3 separate regions of the Mus musculus genome follow, and regions 1 and 3 are each linked to region 2. A link is a contact called in public HiChIP or PLAC-seq and promoter capture Hi-C data. All regions are on one chromosome and are shown on one strand. Each heading gives the region's core, a stretch centred on a gene start, on an enhancer-like site or on the middle of the called end of the contact. The rest is flanking DNA. Distances are from core to core; before and after follow the strand shown.

The links. Promoter capture Hi-C pulls out the DNA fragments that hold promoters and counts their contacts. HiChIP or PLAC-seq counts read pairs in DNA pulled down with a chosen protein or histone mark.
Region 1: an H3K4me3 HiChIP or PLAC-seq map of bone marrow-derived macrophages shows a contact between it and region 2, with 4 times the contacts expected there. The contact joins the enhancer-like site here to the promoter of Hsf2 in region 2. A contact is called at or near these places in 5 of 39 promoter capture datasets (the C10 cell line, cranial neural crest, embryonic stem cells and 2 more), 6 of 115 datasets of contacts at active chromatin or transcription factors (bone marrow-derived macrophages, embryonic stem cells, large pre-B cells and 2 more) and 1 of 9 other capture datasets (adipose tissue).
Region 3: a promoter capture Hi-C map of pre-B cells shows a contact between it and region 2, with 4 times the contacts expected there. The contact joins the enhancer-like site here to the promoter of Hsf2 in region 2. A contact is called at or near these places in 10 of 39 promoter capture datasets (the 3T3-L1 cell line, 3T3-L1-derived adipocytes, the HPC-7 cell line and 6 more), 9 of 115 datasets of contacts at active chromatin or transcription factors (bone marrow-derived dendritic cells, bone marrow-derived macrophages, embryonic forebrain and 4 more) and 2 of 9 other capture datasets (adipose tissue and macrophages).

What each region holds. Positions count from the first base shown.
Region 1 is chr10:58,340,508-58,343,812 of GRCm38.p6, forward strand. It overlaps a transcript of Lims1 not described here. Among named protein-coding and RNA genes, the nearest start is that of Gm23058, 7.4 kb to the right of the region's middle. Within about 2 kb of position 1,429, at least 107 of the 459 cell types and tissues checked have an H3K27ac peak or open chromatin away from gene starts, as enhancers often do. A contact at or near this core is called in adipose tissue, bone marrow-derived macrophages, pre-B cells and 1 more, where this site is marked.
Region 2 is chr10:57,484,599-57,487,640 of GRCm38.p6, forward strand. It overlaps Hsf2 (heat shock factor 2), which reads left to right and starts at 1,787. Exons shown (of 12, transcript NM_008297.3): 1 at 1,787-2,003. The coding sequence starts at 1,911. 4930467K11Rik (RIKEN cDNA 4930467K11 gene) reads right to left here and starts at 1,755. Exons shown (of 4, transcript NR_045353.1): 1 at 1,585-1,755; 2 at 441-476.
Region 3 is chr10:58,363,330-58,366,659 of GRCm38.p6, forward strand. It overlaps a transcript of Lims1 not described here. Among named protein-coding and RNA genes, the nearest start is that of Gm23058, 15 kb to the left of the region's middle. Within about 2 kb of position 1,577, at least 44 of the 459 cell types and tissues checked have an H3K27ac peak or open chromatin away from gene starts, as enhancers often do. A contact at or near this core is called in embryonic stem cells, pre-B cells, pro-B cells and 1 more, where this site is marked.

The DNA.
Region 1 (3,305 bases), core at 179-2,678, 860 kb after region 2:
TTCCAAGGCAGCCAGAGCTACACCGAAAAACCCTGTCTCAGGGAAAAACACACACACACACACACACACACACACACACACACACACACACACACAATTAACTTTTATTTAACATTCTTTACGTTCAAAAATTTGTTTCTTCATGTTTTAAAACATGCCTTTACCTTCTATCTTCAGCTGACACTTGTATAAGATTAGGTAGACATATCCCTTGATTGTTATGGAATATGGGGTCTTTTTAATTGAAAATCATTTTTTTGTACACTATATTCTGATCACAGTTTACGCTCCCACAACTGTTCCCAGACCTTCCCCACCTCTTCACTTGCCCAACTCCACACCTTTCCCTCTCTTTAGAGGATAAATGAAAATAAATAAAGGAAAAACCACAAGAAACACATATAAAAATATATAAACAAAACCTAACCCCCCCACAAAATCAGAAACGACAACCTTCAACTAAAAGATCAGTAAACCAATTTTTCACTTATTAAATGTACTTCAAAGTCTTTTCATCAGTGCATATAAGTTACAATGTAAAAAAAGGCACAAAGTTTAAGTACACAGGTTGGTGATTATTTTTATGAATTGTGAACACATAGAGCAATGACTTTGCATATTATTGATGTTAAAATACAGCCAGTGTCATATGCTTAGAGCCTCTTGCTTCCAAGTTTGTTTTATTATTTCTATGTATGTGTATATATGGTGTAGGGAGTGTCGAGTATATGTAGGGAATACTTTATCCCTTGAGACAAGGCCTTTCTTGGGGCCTGTGGTTTGCTCATTTGTCTAGACTGACTAACCAGCAAGTCCTGGGGATCCACCTGTACCTCCCCACTGCTGGGATTATAAGCGTAGGCTGTCATGCTGACCTTTTTCTGTGGATGTCAGGGATCAGACTCAGGTCCACTGCTTGTACAGCTGGGTGTTCCTAAGTCATCTCCCCAGCTCCCTATTTACTTAGAAGTCTGAGACAGCCTGGCCTGGAACCTGCTAGTTATACCAGGCTGGCTTTGAACTTGATCCTTGCTGCTTCTAAATGCTGGAATTATGTGTATGGTGGTACATACCACTATATTTACTTTTAAAACTTTGTTAAACTACTGTGAATACTAATTTGAGTGATGTGAGTTTCTAATTTTGTTTGTTCCTTTGAGATGTATTCGTGGAGAACCAGTCTCTGCTAGGCATGAGTAAAGATATTGATATTACGTGTAACATTTACTACTTATAGTAACTTGTACTTGGGGCTAGGTTACTGAGGAATAAGGCAGATCCCTCTGGGAAACTACACAGGAAATAACATCTAGACTGAGCCCTCAGTGTGAGTAGAAATTATCCAAACAGGCCATTTAGGGAGGAAGAGCTGAAGGCAGGAGGCCAAGAGGAACAAGAAAGCAGGATGTGGAGATCAGCACAGCTGCTTTGGTGCTGCCCTGGAGCCTGAGAATCTGGGAGGGGGAGCCGTGGGGGTGCTGAAGCAGGGCAGAGGACAGTGTTACTGCTACTTAAGTTTCCTTGTGACAGATAACAGGACTCTATTGCAAACAACACTAAGGAAGAATTTTGTGGAAAATAGTGGGATGGTTCCCAGAATTGAAGAAAGAGCTGAATTCCAAAACTTTGAAGAAAGCAAACAACCAAGGCAACTCCTGGTCTTTCTGAAGTTCTTGTGGAATTTTTCTACAGGGCCTTAGTTAATTTGGTCTGGCTGCAGAGTCTTGTTTGCCACTTAGATATCCAGGGTTTGAGAAATAGTCTGAGTAAGTTAAATTAGATTCACTGACCAAAATGAGCAGTCATGTAACCAGAAGACGGCATCAGACTCTGTATCTGTGTTGACTAAGTTGCTGTTTGTTGTGTGATCAAGACAGCAAGATTTGTTACCTGACACATTTGAGGCCCAGCCTAGAAGTCAGTGTGTGGAGGCTTAGAAAGCCATAAGTAGGTGGGGTGATGGAGCTTCAGAAGCCAGGAAGCCTGTTTCATTAATCCAAACAAGAGATGATATGCCAACAGTAATGCCTTCTGTAGGGAGGGAAGAAAGCACATCGATTCTGAGACTCTTAAAAGGAATAATAGACTTCACTTTGGAGGTTAGTTAGAAACATTAAGGCACTGAACAGAGTCCCATGTTTCTGGCTTGGGCTAGAACTATTAAGTAAACAGTGCTGTCTTCCACAAAGAGCTCCTTTTTAATTTTTTTTTCCTTTTGGTTTTTCGAGACAGGGTTTCTCTGTGTAGCCCTGGCTGTCCTGGAACTCACTTTGTAGACCAGGCTGGCCTCGAACTCAGAAATCCGCCTGCCTCTGCCTCCCAAGTGCTGGGATTAAAGGTGTGCGCCACCATGTCCGGCTTAAGAGCTACTTTTTAAAAGAGTACTTTCGTTCAGTTTCAAAGTATTGAGTTAGAATACATTTAAGTTAAGAACATTTGGGTTAGAGTTGTTCTGCTATGAAGTATTGCTGGAAGTCAGAGAGCCCTCAGAGCCATTACCAATGGGCTCTTGTCAGGTCCCAAAGAAATTCAGGATAAAAGGCTAACTAAAGTGCCTATTAGCATAACGAAGTGTGCACTGGCCTCCGAGCTCACTTTGTACCTGTGGCTCCTCTCTGCTCTTCCGCACTCCCTCCCCCTACCCTAAACCTCTCTAGCTCAGGGGCTTTATTCCTCCAGTTTCAGATTCTTTAAAAACCTGCCATTTCAGCCGTGTGCTTTCTTGGGTCTCTTTTGGTCCCATCTCTTCTTCCTCTCGTGCTCTTCCCCGATCTCTCCCCTCTCATGGCCCAGTCTATTCTGCTGGTCATGTTCAATCTGCCACTTTCTGTCTTTGCTCTGGATTCTTCAAGTCAATCTAGGATTTAGCTCTGGAAGTACAAGAGGGAGGGGGTACTTAGGGCCAGGGCAAGCAGCAGAGATCCACCACACAGCAGAACTCATGCAAGAGATTTATTGGGGTGGAAAGTAAAAGACCATCTGGTGGAGGGGTTGAGGGTGGATGCAGATAGACAGAGAGAAAGAGACAGTGAGAGAACATGAGAGAGAAAAACTCAAGAAGAGTCAGAGCAAGTCTCTGCCCTTAAAGGAACTCCATGGGAAAACAAAGAACTTCTAAGTGTGGAAATTTTCCACCCATGATTGCAGGAAAGCCCCTGAAACTTCAGTGCTCCTTCAGAAAGAGAATTCTTCTCCGTAAGGCAACGGCCTCCTCACCTGTTTCCTGAGCTTATCTCCTCCATCAGTTATGTCTTCTGCTTTAGAACAAAACAAATTAGGAAGTAGGACCTTCAACACAGACTGGG
Region 2 (3,042 bases), core at 537-3,036:
TGAATTCTTCTTACCTGCAGTACAGCTACCAAGTGTGACAAAGACATGAACAGAGATTGACAATGAGTGGACAGGACGATGGTCATGGGATCACAAAAGATCTGTGCCATTATAACAGGGCAGGACTTATTCTAGAAACATGGGACACCATTGGGTAGTTTCCAGTCTGGAAGTGGCTGTTTAGATTTGTAAGCATGCAGTGACGGACCAGAAGAGGAAACGCTTTCCTAGGGCTTTATCTGCTGTAACTACAGCAGGATTTTCACTGCCATTTTCTCTGTGAGGCTCTGGGACTGAAAATATTCCCAAACTGAGGTAAAGCAACCCATCATCGCATTGGAATGTGCTTGGAAACTTCTAGCTAACCCACTCTGGGAATCTGGCTACAGAGTTGGTTCTGATTAGCTTTGTGTAACTGGTTGAATAGAATTTGTACCAACCTGAATCAGACCCTTTGAAGCTTCCTCTTTGGGTTGCTGTGAGGATTAAATAGGATAAGACATGCAAAGCCCTTGTCACATAAGACCTCATCAAATATTAGTCTTTTTTTTTAAAATCACAGTTACCCCATCATATATCCCCATCATATATCCAAACAGTGCTGTATGACTGTGTTCAGTATATGCTTACTGAAAAAGTTGTCTGTCTGTCTATCTATCTATCTATCTATCTATCTATCTATCTATCTATCTATATTTCTTGCCATTAGCCCAGGATACCTGGAGCTCACTATTTAACCCAGGTTGACCTCCACTGCTCCACAGTTCTACCTCAGCCTCCAGAGTGCTTGACTTACAGATTCCAGACACTATGATCAGCTATTAAGTAACAAACAAAACAAAACAACAACAAAAAAAGTTTTTTAAAAAATCTTTTTTTCAGAGATCCACGTTATTATAGCTACTCTTCACGGGTAGAAAGTCTTATTGTCAATGAAGAAATGGGAAATTTCGCTCAAGAAGCTGTTCCGAATCACATTTTGCCTGAGGAAACCCCTGTGAGGTACATGCAGAACAATCATTTTGACTCAGATACTCTAAAACTAGACTCGTTGCTTTTGAACTGGGCTTATGACAGGCACCTGATGCTTGCTGAGTTGAGAAAAGCATATAAGATGCTCTTAACAGATGCTGGCTCCTAATAGTACACACACACACACACACACACACACACACACACACACACAATAGCAAGTACTTCACAAATAGGGAACTATTATTCATGCTTCAGGTTTTGATAAAACTGTCCTTAAATGAGCTATTTTTCTCCCCATGAAAAATGTATAGAAAAGCTCATTGTCTTTAAGATAGTTTCAACCAGGGGCCTAGCACATCTGCTCACAAGCAGCTCACTGCCCCATGTGATGTATTCCTTCCTTTAGATTGGAGCAAATTACTCTTCGCCGGTCAAACTTATGAGTCAACTGCCCTTGGGCTTCTCTGCACTCTGCCAGCCACAGCCGGTGCACCCAAACCCTTTCCATGCGAATCCACTAAACAAGGTTTCCCTGGACCCAATATCATTCCCTAAGAGAGTACCCTGCCTAAAAGGTAACAGAGAAGGCTGAACCACTCTTGGGCCCACCCCTCCTCGCGGCAGCAGCCAATCGCTTTGCTCTGTAGTGCATCCGAAGCCTTGGATTGGACTCGCTGAGACCGGGCGCGGGAGTAGAGCGCAGGGGTGGAGCGCGAAGCCTTGTCCATCACGTGCGGCCGCGGGGTCTCTCCGCCTTCACCGCGCGCCCCGCGGCGCCGAGGGGGCGGAGCCCGAGATCCGCCGCGCCTGCGTGGTGTGCGTTCCCCGGAGCAGCAGCTGCTGCCACCGCCGCTGCTGCCGCCGCCGCCGCCGCCGCCGCCGCTGCGACCTCCGCGTTCGGTAGTAGAATTTGGAATCCCTGCACCGGGCTAACAATGAAGCAGAGTTCCAACGTGCCGGCTTTCCTCAGCAAGCTGTGGACGCTTGTGGAGGAAACCCACACCAACGAGTTCATCACCTGGAGTCAGGTAGGGTCGGGGACGCGGTGGCCTCGGGTCCCCCTTGTCGAACCGGCTCGGCTCGGCTCGGCTCGTTTCGGCTCGGCTCGGCTGGGCTGGGTTGGGCTGGGCTGGGCTGGGCTCGGCTTCTCCCGCGGCCTGCGGCGGCGCGCGGCCTCCCCACCTCGCGCGGACCCCCGGCTTTGTGTGCGCGGCGAGCCGGGCCCCGCAGGCTCCGTTCTCCTCCGGCCGCGCGCCGTGGGGGAGGGGCGCCCTGGTAACGGTCCCGCCGGCCCGGGGAGCTCGGAACCGGCCCCGGCGGCGCGTTCTGCACACTCATCCTCAGTCGTCTGCTCGCCGCGGGGCGCGGAGGTCGCGGAGCCCCGGGAGAGCGGGCGAGCGGGCTAGTGAGCGAGCACAGGTCTTATCTAAAGAAATCACCTCCGCGGGGATTGCTTGCCCTGGCGTCTGGGATCTTTTATGATGATAATGGGAAAATGTGCAGACTCCGACTGCTCTTGCCTTGAGCTTTTAAATTTTATTTATGTATTTTATTTATGTAGTTTTAACATAGAAATTTCCCAGTTATTGTTTTGAGACTGGGTCGTTTCTTTAAAATAATTCAAGTAAAAGTGCCTGTAGACTATGCTTAGTAACTTAGCGGCTTGGAGTTAAAAACCGAGTCGTTAAATTTCACAGAATAGTTGCCGGCATAGTGGTTTGTGGTTGCCTTGATCAGTTTGATCCAGATCCTCCTTATAAATAAAGATGACCTTAATCAAGCCCGGTATCTTGCCTGGTCTAAGTTATGTGTTAGATTGATGCGTTGCCTAGGTGACCCAAGACCCCCTCCCCCCAGTTCCACACAAAGATTCTTTGCAGAGTGATTCTTTACATCACTTGTGCCTTTCCTTTGCTAGACTCGCAATGCTTGGATTGTTCAAATCTCTTCATGAAGGGGATCGGCTCCTCTTACTGGAGTTGATGACTTATTCAGGGTATTTTCATGTTCACAGTTTTTGAGATGAGTAAGTGGGAAATACCTAGCTATATGTCAAATAAATGTTAT
Region 3 (3,330 bases), core at 327-2,826, 880 kb after region 2:
AATAGTAACATAGGTTGTTTCTTTATTATGATTTTATATACTGTATACTTTTGTGTTAATAAGCAAGCTGCAGTGAATTAGTTTGTTGTTGTTGCTATTTGATACTATGTTGAAGAAACTATAACCTTTAAAATTAAGTTCCTTATTTTGAGAGAGGCAACATGGTGCTGTGGTTATAAATAAGGCCTCTGTGCCCATTCAGATCCTGCTACTATCACATGGCAGTTTTAGGCCTTATTCCTGCTTATACAAAATAGGATACCACTCAGGATTAAATCAACTAAAGTGTAAAGCATTAACATCATGATTGTTGCGATCTGCTGTCTTTAATACCACAGTTCTATAAACTTAGCATGGAGTGGATTTTGTGTTGTTTACTGAGCCCCAGTGGAATAGAGGTCATCTTGCAGTACAAGAATAGTGAGTAGTGGGAAATAGGCCTTGAGGGCAGTTGTGGTGGTTACCTTCGGAAGATGGATACTTTCTCTACAGTAGAAGGGGTCATCTACTAAGAGTGGAAAATCAGGGTGTGACAGGAATGGAGGATTGGGGAGAGCTGTTCAGGATTCGAAGTGTTCTTGTTCAGGACATGATTCAGCTAGAAGCAGGTAAAGGAATCACCCATGTAAGTGTATGTGCTATTCTTGATTGTGTGGATTTATTCTTAGCAACATGTTGCCCTGAAAAAGCCTGAACCCTGCTCCAATCCCAACACACACACACACACACACACACACACTGAATGCCTCTATTCTGCTCCTGTAGCTTATACTGTTGTGTGAAGGACCATCAAATTCTGCATCTCCACGTTTATAATCCTTTCCATCCTGAATTCACACTCTTTATAGCTTTTTTCCACATGACATGTAAATCATGTGGTCTAGAGTCAAAATAGAATTCTGAACTCCCCAGTTTATGAGTCTCCGCACCTGCTCTTTATTCCCTGAGGCACTCCTTACTCCTCCACTTAGAAGGATCTCTCCTCTTTCTTAGTGACCTCCTTTTGGAATTTAGCATGTCCTTGAATGTACTATGTCTGATCTTAGTCAAGATATGTGCCATTGTGTTGAGAGTTAACATCCTCAGAGGCCTCATTAGAGAAAGCTGTTAAGAAAATATTGTAATACAAACAAGAAATGGCTCTTCTGCACTCTCACTGCCTGCATGTCGTTGCTCTGTGGCTGAACTTGTTTCACATTCTTTTTCTTCTTTTAATTAAATATTTAGAAGCAGAAGCAGATATCAGGTACTGTCTTGGTATGTATCAGAGTTGGACTCTGAGATGGATGCTTTATTATAAAACCACATACTGCTGTCCTGCCTGACAAAAAGAGCAGAGATGCCTCAGCATTATTTAATGCCTGCTTTGTAATCACATCCCCCACTTGTTTTAAGAATATGCTTCTATTGTTGGCTTGTTTAAACTGGTATCTAAACAGACTATATTAGTTTAATAATATATTTGATTGCTAGGACCCTATCTCAAAAACAAGTGAATATATCAAAGGAAAGAGCACTCTAGGGATCAAACCCGGTTCCTTATACTTGCAAGGTAATGAATGCTTAGCCCTCTGAGTCATCTCTGTGCCTCAACCACACCTTGTGAGACAGGGTCTGACCTAGCCGGGCTGACCTGGCACTCAGCCATGCACCAAGGATGATTTTGAACTTCTAATCCCTCTGCTGCCACCTGTCCAGCACTGGGCACCACCATTCCCAGTTTTTACGTGGTACCAGGGTTAGAACCCACAATTCTGTCCATACTAGACAAGCACTCAACCAACTTAGATCGCCTGGTAAATTTTGTGGACTTATAAAAACTTTTATTAGATTCGGAGTAGGCCTTAAATGCTAGCTTTCAATGGGCAAGATTATGGCTACATGAAAGTACAGCTCAGGCTGTACTTCACCAGGTCTGTTTTGTTGCTATGTGCATGAAAGAATGTGAAGAAAAATGTTAACAATGCCAGAGCCTGCTACCTCCCTCTCTGCCCCTCCTAGTCTGTTACCTTGGCTTCTCCACCTTGCTTCCTGGTGCAGCCCACACCCTTTTTGCAGTTTTTATCACTCCTATCCTGGCTCTAGCTGCTGTCCTCCCTATCCTGCTGCTTATTGTTTAGTAATATAGATGATCCCATGTTGTTTAGAAGATGTGTTTCTGACTCAGTCAAATTCCTGTGAACTTTTAGTTTTGATTGTGTATGTCTGTGTGTGTGCATGCCATGGTACATGTAAGGGATGTTGTACTAACTTTTCTGTTGCTGTGACAAAACACCACGATCAAGGCAACTTACAAAACACAGTGTTGGATTGGGCTTATGATTTCAGAGGACTTAGTGTCTGTGATGGCAGAGCCAGAGCATGGCAGCAGAAACAGCTGAGAGCTCACATTTTGATCTATAAGCAGGAGACAGGGAGGAACACTGGAAGTGGCACCAATCTTCTGAAACCTCAAAGCCCTTCCTACTGGCTCTTCCCAGCAGTTCCACCAACTGGGGACCAAGCATTCAAATATATGAGCCTAGGGTGTGTGTGTGAGGGAATTCTTACTCAGACCACCACAAAGCACAACTTACAGGAATCCGTTCTCTTCTTCCTGGGTCCTAGGGAATCAAACTCAGGTCCTTAAGTTTCATACAAGTACCTTTACCTCACCAGCACTCCATGAGCTTTTGATGGCTGTTTTTGATGGCTGGTCCACTTGGATGTGTCTTATAAAGTTTGATAAAGGAAACTTTTACAGAGTTCAGAGGCATTGGCAACATTATCCACAGGTGGATCACATTTTTTGGTGATTTTTTTCCCCCCTGTTCTGGACAGTGTTTCTAATAGTTGATATTGCCTTCTTGTCTGTCTGTCTTTCCTTCCTTCCTTCTTTCTTTCCATCCTTCCTTCCTCTCTCTTGCCCCTCCCCTCTTTTTCTTTAAGACAGGGTCTCACTGTATAGCACTGGCTGACTTGGAATTCCCAGTGTATACCAGACTGGCCTCAAACTCACAGAAACCCACCCGTTTCTGTTCCCCACACTAGCGTTTTGTATGTTCTGGCCCTAGTTACTTTGCCCTTGAACCCACTGGCAATGGTACTGAATTGTTGGATCCGCAGCACTGGATCTCATGACAGAGCACTCCTGAGAGACCTTATTTAGGAAGACCTTATGCTTGACAAATAAATATAAGATGAATGAGTGTTGAAAATAATGTAAAACACTAATTTTGCTTTATTAAAGTATGTTTTTAAGATATTTTTATTCTTTTTTAGTTATGTTTAAGAGAGTGTATGTGCACATGAGTGCAGGTACCCATGAGGCCAGAGGTGTTGGCTCCCCTG